Regions from separate parts of the Mus musculus genome. Here all the other regions are linked to region 2. The links are chromatin contacts, called in public Hi-C maps. All regions are on one chromosome and are shown on one strand. Each heading gives the region's core, a stretch centred on a gene start, on an enhancer-like site or on the middle of the called end of the contact. The rest is flanking DNA. Distances are from core to core; before and after follow the strand shown.

Evidence for each region. Hi-C and Micro-C count contacts between places; a contact is called where the count stands out from the background.
Region 1: a contact with region 2 is called in a Hi-C map of forebrain, with 4 times the contacts expected there. The contact joins two enhancer-like sites. A contact is called at or near these places in 2 of 15 datasets of contacts at CTCF or cohesin (large pre-B cells and pro-B cells), 20 of 484 Hi-C or Micro-C datasets (the AML12 cell line, B cells, the C10 cell line and 15 more), 5 of 115 datasets of contacts at active chromatin or transcription factors (embryonic basal ganglia, embryonic forebrain, embryonic stem cells and 2 more) and 1 of 9 other capture datasets (embryonic stem cells).
Region 3: a contact with region 2 is called in a Hi-C map of the N1E-115 cell line, with 9 times the contacts expected there. The contact joins two enhancer-like sites. A contact is called at or near these places in 2 of 484 Hi-C or Micro-C datasets (the N1E-115 cell line and bone marrow-derived macrophages), 1 of 115 datasets of contacts at active chromatin or transcription factors (embryonic stem cells) and 1 of 9 other capture datasets (embryonic stem cells).

What each region holds. Positions count from the first base shown.
Region 1 is chr1:64,632,010-64,634,709 of GRCm38.p6, reverse strand. No RefSeq gene overlaps it. Among named protein-coding and RNA genes, the nearest start is that of Mettl21a, 16 kb to the right of the region's middle. Within about 2 kb of position 1,274, at least 10 of the 459 cell types and tissues checked have an H3K27ac peak or open chromatin away from gene starts, as enhancers often do. A contact at or near this core is called in forebrain, where this site is marked.
Region 2 is chr1:63,667,223-63,669,922 of GRCm38.p6, reverse strand. All of the region lies in intron 6 of Dytn (dystrotelin), which reads left to right. Among named protein-coding and RNA genes, the nearest start is that of Dytn, 18 kb to the left of the region's middle. Within about 2 kb of position 1,387, at least 30 of the 459 cell types and tissues checked have an H3K27ac peak or open chromatin away from gene starts, as enhancers often do. A contact at or near this core is called in the N1E-115 cell line and forebrain, where this site is marked.
Region 3 is chr1:64,372,597-64,375,550 of GRCm38.p6, reverse strand. No RefSeq gene overlaps it. Among named protein-coding and RNA genes, the nearest start is that of Gm35803, 95 kb to the right of the region's middle. Within about 2 kb of position 1,375, at least 34 of the 459 cell types and tissues checked have an H3K27ac peak or open chromatin away from gene starts, as enhancers often do. A contact at or near this core is called in the N1E-115 cell line, where this site is marked.

The sequences.
Region 1 (2,700 bases), core at 25-2,524, 960 kb before region 2:
TTTCTGCTTTGCTTACTTCCACCCGTGTTCACACCCTTAACTTTCATTGGCCTGGGCTGTGAGCTTAGGAGCCACTATCCTGGGTCAATCTTTGATGAGTATCCATCCCACTTCTTAGTTTCTTGAGTGATATACAACTGGATCATGAAAGGCTCTGTTACTGTCAGAAACGTGGAATCATCAGTGATCAGATTCAGTGTAATAAATAGTTTCATAATACAGGGAGTCAGCTCTTCCGTGTTTTATGGGATAATTGTGGCGTAATTGCCGCAGAGTGATGGTGGCACTTTGGACATGACAAAGAGAAGACAAAGTGCTTCCTTTGAGATAGAAGGCACAGATAGTAGTACAGATACTGAAAGAGATCATATTCTTGTAAATTTCATTAGAGCATATTGCTACAATTGCTCTATTGTATCTAATTCATGAGTTCACCTTTCTCTCTCTCTCTCTCTCTCATGTGAGAGAGAGAGAGAGAGAGAGAGAAGACTTAATTCTTTTCATAGTTCTAAGCATCTGCTGATTATACTGAAGCAGGTTTCCTGCTGGCTAGTGGTGTGTGTGTGTGTGTGTGTGTGTGTGTGTGTATGTGTGTGTGTGTGTGCATGTGTGTGTGTAAAATGCTAGGGATCAAAACTAGGGTCTTGTACATGGTATGCAAGTGCTGTAATTCTGTGGCACTGAGCTACACTCCCAGCCTGCTTTCTTTCTGCTATTACTGTTCTCCCATCACTGACAATGTAGAGAGAGCTCGCAGTATCTTTAACGTGACAAGGACTGAGCTCTTGCTCTCGCTCTGAGAAATGGCCTTGCTCTGTAACTCATACTGCTTGAGACTTACTTTATGGTCCAAGGTGGCCTCAAATTTGCAGTCCACTTTTCTCTGTCCCACTCCTGGGGGCTGCCTTTACAGGCACATCACTAAAGGCAGTCGTAATGTTGAGATATGCCCCTGCACAGCCAAGGCTCTTTGATCAGCTTCAAGCCCATAATGCAAGGAAGAGGGCTTCTTCTGAGGGAACCAGTAGCTGGAACCTTAGCTCTTCTGTGATGTGATCAGTATTACATCTGCTCTTGGCTCCAGAAGATGCTTTTCTTGGTTCTTCACCTTTAATTCTAGGTACCTCTCCTGTTGTATACATCCACATATTCAGCAAAACACATGCACTCCCACGAAAAAGCCTGTTTTGAGAGAAAGCTTCTCTATCCAGCTCTTTCTCTCTAAGCCTTCTTTGCTCCTGATTCAGCCCTGTGAACGCAGGTTTATATTTAGCCCCACTTGGAGTCTCCATATGTTCCTTCTAAAAACATTTCCTATTAAGGAACTTGCAGTTTTGCTCTCTTAGAGAAATGCTGAGTGAACATGCATGAGGTGGGTCATGTGTCTGGCATCATGTCTGACTGAAGCAGGCATTAGGGAATACCTCACAGAAAGTTCTCCTGTCTGCCGCCTGAGTTCATCTTCCTGAGTATCAGCTATTTCTTGCCTTTACCCACTGTCTGGATACCACTCTGCTTCGAGGAGTGGAGAGGCCCGAGACTGGAAGACATCACAGCATGAGGGGAAACAGGAAGAGACACAAATGACCTCTTGTAGGTGGAGAGCAGCCGTGATGTTTGGGCTAACAGGGCAGAGCTAGCTTGGAGTTCCCAGACAAAGCGAAGTGTCTGGGTGCCAAGCACTGGCTGTTTTGTTTCTTAATCTCCTCCTCTTTTTATTTTAGTATTATTTTTAATTATTTCTCTTTAATTTTTTTGAGATTATGATATAGTTACATCATTTATTCCTTCCTTCCCTTACTCTCTCCAAACCTCCATATACCTCTCTTTGCTCTCTTCCAAACCTGTGGCTTTTTGTTTTGTTTTGTTTTGCTATATACATATAAGTATATGAAGTGGAAACTTAAGGGTTCTTTGGAAAGTCGGTTGGATGGTGTTTTGCTGGGGCAAACACATGAAGGAACGTTTAGCTGCAGCAGACACAGGTGAAAGGATGTTCTGCTAAAGCAAGCACATGAAAGGACGGGATGCCTCACTAATGACACGAGCACGCATTGCTCTGCCTTACATTGTGTAGTTGAGCTGCGTTTGCTGGGACTCCATAGAGAGAAAGACACCAAAACCTTCTGGTGGTGTGCTGCAGCTTCTTGCTGTTTCCATGGACTGGGGCTGATTGGCAGAGTGATGTCAGCTGAGACAGAGGCACTTGCTGATGCCCATGCTGAAGTAAGACCTGTGGAGGACATGTGATGTTTGGAGGGAGTATAAATAGGACTTGACAGACACTGACAGAGGCTGATCTAGGTTTGCTTACAGAGCTAGCTGTGCAATGCTTACTGGTCCCCAGGTCCCCTGCCGGGCTGACTGCAGTTGAAGCTTGGTTGTCTCTGCCACCGTTGCGGATTGCTGATTCGTGTTTGCAATTCCAACTCTACCAAACTGAACTTCTGATTTCCAGACAACACAGATGAGATTTGTTCCAAAGAACCTTTCTTTGTCCACTCCCCCCGCCATCCCTGCATCCTTTTTTTTTTTTTTTTTTTTTTTGCATCACTTCTGGTGGGTGTTGGATTACAAGGGAGGTTAAAGCATTTAAGAACCATCATTAAAAATAAGGTTTGAAAATAAAGTTATATACCCACACACCCCCCATACACACACACACACACACACACACACATATCCCTAAGTCTGTATAAA
Region 2 (2,700 bases), core at 138-2,637:
GGATTAGTCTGTGTGCTCCCAACATAGAGTCTACTCCTTTTCTGTTCCTGTGAGGAGTGTTCAAATGTGCCATAGATACATAGTGGGAAATGTCAATTATGAAAACCTAATTGTACAGAAATGTTAAAACAAGCAAAGGACACTTAGCATACATCTTGACATTGGTCCCAACTGGTTTCACAAACATCCTGGCTTTTTTGTTTGTTTGGTTTTTTTTTCTCTTGTTACTGGACTCTAAAGTTCATATTGCTTACTATTTTAAAAGAGAGAGACAGAGAAACAGGGAAAAAGATAGAGGTAGAGAGACAAGGAAAGACAGAGAGATTGTTAGAAAGAAACAGATTCAAAGCCAGCTTTGAGGAAAGCTGAGGAGATTCTCTGACTCAAATCTGCCTCATTGGTTTAGTGTGGTTTTATGGAGGACAGAGAGAATGTCCAGAGAGGCAGTGGGCAGAGGTCCATGCTCTGGGCAGGGTCTTCATCATTCAGATATATGCCTGCTTCCCTCGTCTCTGCTGGGAATCACACAATGAATTTGGCTATCTTGCAGCTAGTGAATGAGAACCTCTAAAGTCTTCTTTTCAGCCGAAAGGAAGGAAAGAAAGAAAGAAAGAAAGAAAGAAAGAGAGAGAGAGAGAGAGAGAGAGAGAGAGAGAGAGGGAGAGAGAGAGAGAGAGAGAGAGAGAGAGAGAGAGAGAGGGAGAGAGAGAGAGAGAGAGAGAGGGAGGAAGAAAGAAAGAAAGAAAGAAAGAAAGAAAGAAAGAAAGAGAGAGAGAGAGAGAGAGAGAGAGAGAGAGAGAGAGAGAAAGAGAGAGAGAGAGAGAGAGAGAAAGAAAGAGTGTGCTGGTGAGCTCTTTATCAACATGACACAACTGGATTCGTTGGAGAGAACATTAATTGAGGAAATGTCTCCATCTGGTGGTGTATCTGTAGGGCTTCTTCTTAATTAACGATTAATATGAAAGAGCCCACTGTAGATGTCACCACACATGGGCACGTGGTCCTGGATTGAATAAGAAAGCAGGCAGATCAAGCCATGGGCAACAATCCAGTAAGCAGTGGTCCTTTATGGTTCCCACCTCTGTTTCTGTCTGAGTTCCTGCCCTGATTTCCCTCAACAGAAGACGGTGAACAGGGGGACCTGTAAGCCAAATAAACCTGCCTTTCACAAGACGTCTTTGAGTGTGGTGCTTATCACAGCAAAAGGAAAGCAAACTAATATTATACGGGGCAGTTTTCATGATGTCCTGATTTAATGCAGCTCTGCCTAATCATCAGCTTCTAGCTGCTATGCGATTTGCTTTGCTCTCTGCTATACAACATGACTCAAAATATGCCAGGTGAAGGTATTAATACTTTAATGCCCTTCCAGTGCTTGCAACAGCACATAGATCCTACTGCAGTTTTTCTGCTGTCTGAGGCATGTCTCAGGCAACCACCATTGCAGACGTTCATCCTTAACAACGTCATGTCTCAGAACGCAAGCAAGTAGAAAGCCAGAAGAGGCTTAATCTGCTCATCCACTTGTTCCACCAGACTTGATAACAGTAGCCAGTTTCAAAGTGGATTTGATAGAAGGACCTGGGTAGAGGGGCATTTTCTCTCTCTCCTCTAGAAGTCTTTGTGACTTTCCGACTGCCACTCATGGCTTCAAGTTAGCTCTAGTCTCAAAGGATTTTAAAAATCCGCTGGTTTCAAATTCAATCAAGGTCGATGAGCTGCTGAGCTGCTGGCTCCCACTGCCCCTCCCTCCTCCGACCATGCAGTGCCCGGCTTCTGAGAGGGCCAGTGGGAAGCAGCTTTGTGATTTGCATAGCAAATTATCATCCCATTGGCTTCCATTATGAGATCCAAGACAGATTCCAATAGAAAATTCCAGTCCTGGCAATGTGATTCAAATCATCCCTTAGGAATGCTAATTATCGTTCAGAATGCCATCCTGCCTGTGCCAGTGTACCACCTAGTTACATTTAATTCTTCTCCATAGAACACCTGCAAGAAATTAGCCAAATAGGTAATTCATCCACAGAAGAAGATCTTTATGTAGATATTTAAAGGGGAAGCATCAGGTTAAATTCCACTACAGTAGGAATCCCAACTACAGTGTCAGGATCACAAGCTGACACTCTCACTCAGTCTTTGAGCACTCATGTTTTACATACGAATTGAGACTCTCTGTCTCATTAGGGGTAAGGACACCAGAGTAAGAAGGTTGGGTCAGCAATGCTCTTAATGAGTGGCCCAGTTCGTTCATCAGAACTCAGAGGGCAAAAGATGGGAAATGAGTCTGCTGCTGCTGCTGCTGCTGCTGCTGCTGCTGCTGCTGCTGCTGTTGTGGTTTTTGACTAAATAACATTGGGAGTAGATGCTTATGCTCTACTGGTGACAGGGTTATTAACAATTTAAAATACAAGCCATCTTGTTACGAGTAAGCAAATGTTTGTTGACTTTTGTCTGGCTAATTGTCAGCAAAGTGGTTCTAAGTGCCACTTTCCTGATTAGGAGGGTGTTTATCTGAGTTGATGGACTCCGCAGGGGGTCTCTGCAATTACTTCTGAGATTGCAGGCAGTGTGCCTGGCTGCCTGTGCTGGGCAAGACGTCAGATGTGAAACTGGGACTCCTGTCCAAATGGGAATAAATGAAGGTGACGGGTGCACACAGATGTGCACACAGAGCCAAATGCGTCGCCATCTTGGAAA
Region 3 (2,954 bases), core at 126-2,625, 710 kb before region 2:
GTTGGATTCAAAGTCCTTGGGCCATCCTTGCTTGATTGGCTTTACGATACCTCCGATTAAGGCAAATTGCCTCCAAAAAGAGTTGGGAGCTTAGTCAGGGTTTCTATTCCTGCACAAACATCATGACCAAGAAGCAAGTTAGGGTGGAAAGGGTTTATTCAGCTTACACTTCCATGCTGCTGTTCATCACCAGGGAAGTCAGGACTGGAACTCAAGCAGGGCAGGGAGCAGGAGCTGATGCAGAGGCCATGGAGGGATGTTCTTTACTGGCTTGCTTCCCCTGGCTTACTCAGCCTGCTCTCTTATAGAACCAAGACTACCAGCCCAGAGATGGCACCACCCACAAGGGGCCTTTCCCCCTTTATCACTAATTGAGAAAATACCCCACAGCTGGATCTCATGGAGACATTTCCTCAACTGAAGCTCCTTTCTCTGTGATAACTCCAGCTGTGTCAAGTTGACACAAAACTAGCCAGTACAGGAGCACAGACCCACAGAGTGGGCTAATGCTGAGAGGCCAGTTTCCACAGGCGAGGAGGACACCGTGAGCTGTTGTCACATAGTTTCTAGAGTCACCCAGAGCTCCACTTCCTGGTGGCGAGAGGTCACAGTTCTGAAAGATGTGCTGCTTGTTGACTCGTTCCGTGCATTTCCGGTGTGGATCTTGTGCCTTTCATTCAAGTTACTGACTCAGCTTAACCCTGCTTAGCTTGCAAGACCTTTCAGGGAAGTCAGAGCACGAGATGCAGTCACTGCAAGTTGTCACACATGATTAAGTAGCCAGAGGGAGTGATTTATGTGGAAAGATTAAAATCCCTAAATATGTATGGCCATGTGCTACTCTGATTGAGTGGGGCTTTGGGTATTTGGAAACTGCCCTGTGGGAAGTCTGCAGATTTCCACAGGGTGGGTGGGTGGGAAGTATTACTTTCAAGGGTTGACAGGCCACGTGGGTGGCAGAAATGTGACTATATGAAAATAGGGTGCTGCTTCCTGCTGGAGCCGAGCAGCTCAGATTCAAACAGGAAATTCTCGGGCATTATTTTGTCAGATTGGCTCTGGAACACTTCACCCGTGAAGGTGATATTCTGTGCCATCCGTTCTGTTCTCATCTCTGACCTTCCTGCTCTGTGGGTGGGGCTTCCTCCCCTTCTTCCCACTGTCTGTCCATGAACACCACTCCCTGCGTGCTTTATTCCTGCTTTGTTACTGACAACATCCTTACTAGCCTTCTTCCACCAGATCAGTCAAATAGACTATGAAGAGCCCTGACTTTGTTAGTCCTGGACTTACTATGTCCTAATCATAATCTTCCAGGTCACTCAGGATGCCACTGACCAAGCCATTAGTAATGGCTGGGATGACTTATGTAAGCAAGGATGTGGGGTCATCAAATAGAGTAAGAAGGCTGAAGCCACAGACAGAAGGACCAGCCTGAGTCACCACATTAAGACTAACGGGAGTGAAAGAGAAGCACTTTAGTAGTCTCACAGCATGGCAACAACCCCCTGGAGATTAGGCTTAAACAACAGAAACATTCTCTCAAGTTGTGGAGTCTGAAAGTCTCAGATCAGCTGCTATCTCATTTGGTTTCTGGCTTACCTTCTCAATATATGATCACATGGCAGAAGAGGAAGCTTTGGTATCTCTTCCCATCTGTGTATAATGTGTGCGCATATGTGTGTGTGTGTGTGTGTGTGTGTGTGTGTGTGTATGTACATGTACACAGGTTGAAGGGAAACTTCAGGTATTGCTTCTGCATCATCTTCTACCTTTTGAGACAAGGTTTCTGATTGGTCTGGAACTTTACCATGGCCAAGTTAGCTGGCCAGAGAGCGAAGAAACCTGCTTCTCTCTGACCCCCATAACTGGACTGAGTTCTGGATTATTTGACCTAAGGTCCTTATGCTTACAAGGCAAGTAAGCACTTTACTGACTGAGCCATCTTCCTGGCCTTTCCTCTTTTTATCAGAGTCTTATTCGCACACTGGAGTCTTATATCCGAGACTATATCTAGGCATAATTACCTCCCAGATTCTATCCCATTGGGACATAAGCTTTAGTATGTGACTCTGAAGCTGCTAGTGGTGGAGGGACCAGAGAGACACAGTTTTTAGTTTATGATGGAATACCTGAGTCCATGTCATGGTTTGTACAACCTGGTTACTTTATCATCAACACACTGAACACAAAGATGTTTTCCTAGCAGTTTTCTCTGAAGAATGAGCCAAAGGTAATGTATCTGTGTTTCTTCCACGCATCAGCAGGCTTCCTGAAGTCTACTGAAACTTGTGCATTCTTTCATTCTTCCCTTGATGGAGCTTGTGCTCCAGCCTGGTGGCACCCATATCATACCATGTCCTATGTCGTCACTGACCCTTTATTTCTAGATTATCTTCATGCTTACTAAGATTGTCTGCCACACTTTGCTTTTCTGATCATATCTACCTTAAAAGTCATCTCCTCTAGGAGGCCCTCTGGGATTGTGTTAAAAGCACCAAAGTGCCTTATATTTATCTGCATGTGGCAGAGAATTCAGTATCATATTTGTTTGAATTTTGTTTGTTTGTTTGTTTTGAGACAGGGTTTCTCTGTATAGCCCTGGCTGTCCTGGAACTCTCTTTGTAGACCAGGCTGGCCTTGAACTCAGAAATCTGCCTGCCTCTGCTCCCGAGTGCTGAGATTAAAGGCGTGCACCACCACGCCCAGCTTGTTTGAATTTTTGCTATCCCTTCTATCCTATGAGCTTTGGTCTATTGTTTTGGGTACATGAGGTCTAGCATACTGTTGACCACAAGGTAGATGATTAGTAAAGTTCAGCAAATTCATATATTTGCAGGATGAATAAGTGGTGGCATACAAGAGGATTCTAGCATGATAGTGTGTGTGTGTGTAAGCATCCATGGGATAAGAAGGCATGGGATCTCAGATGATGGGGCATTTTAAATGTCTAT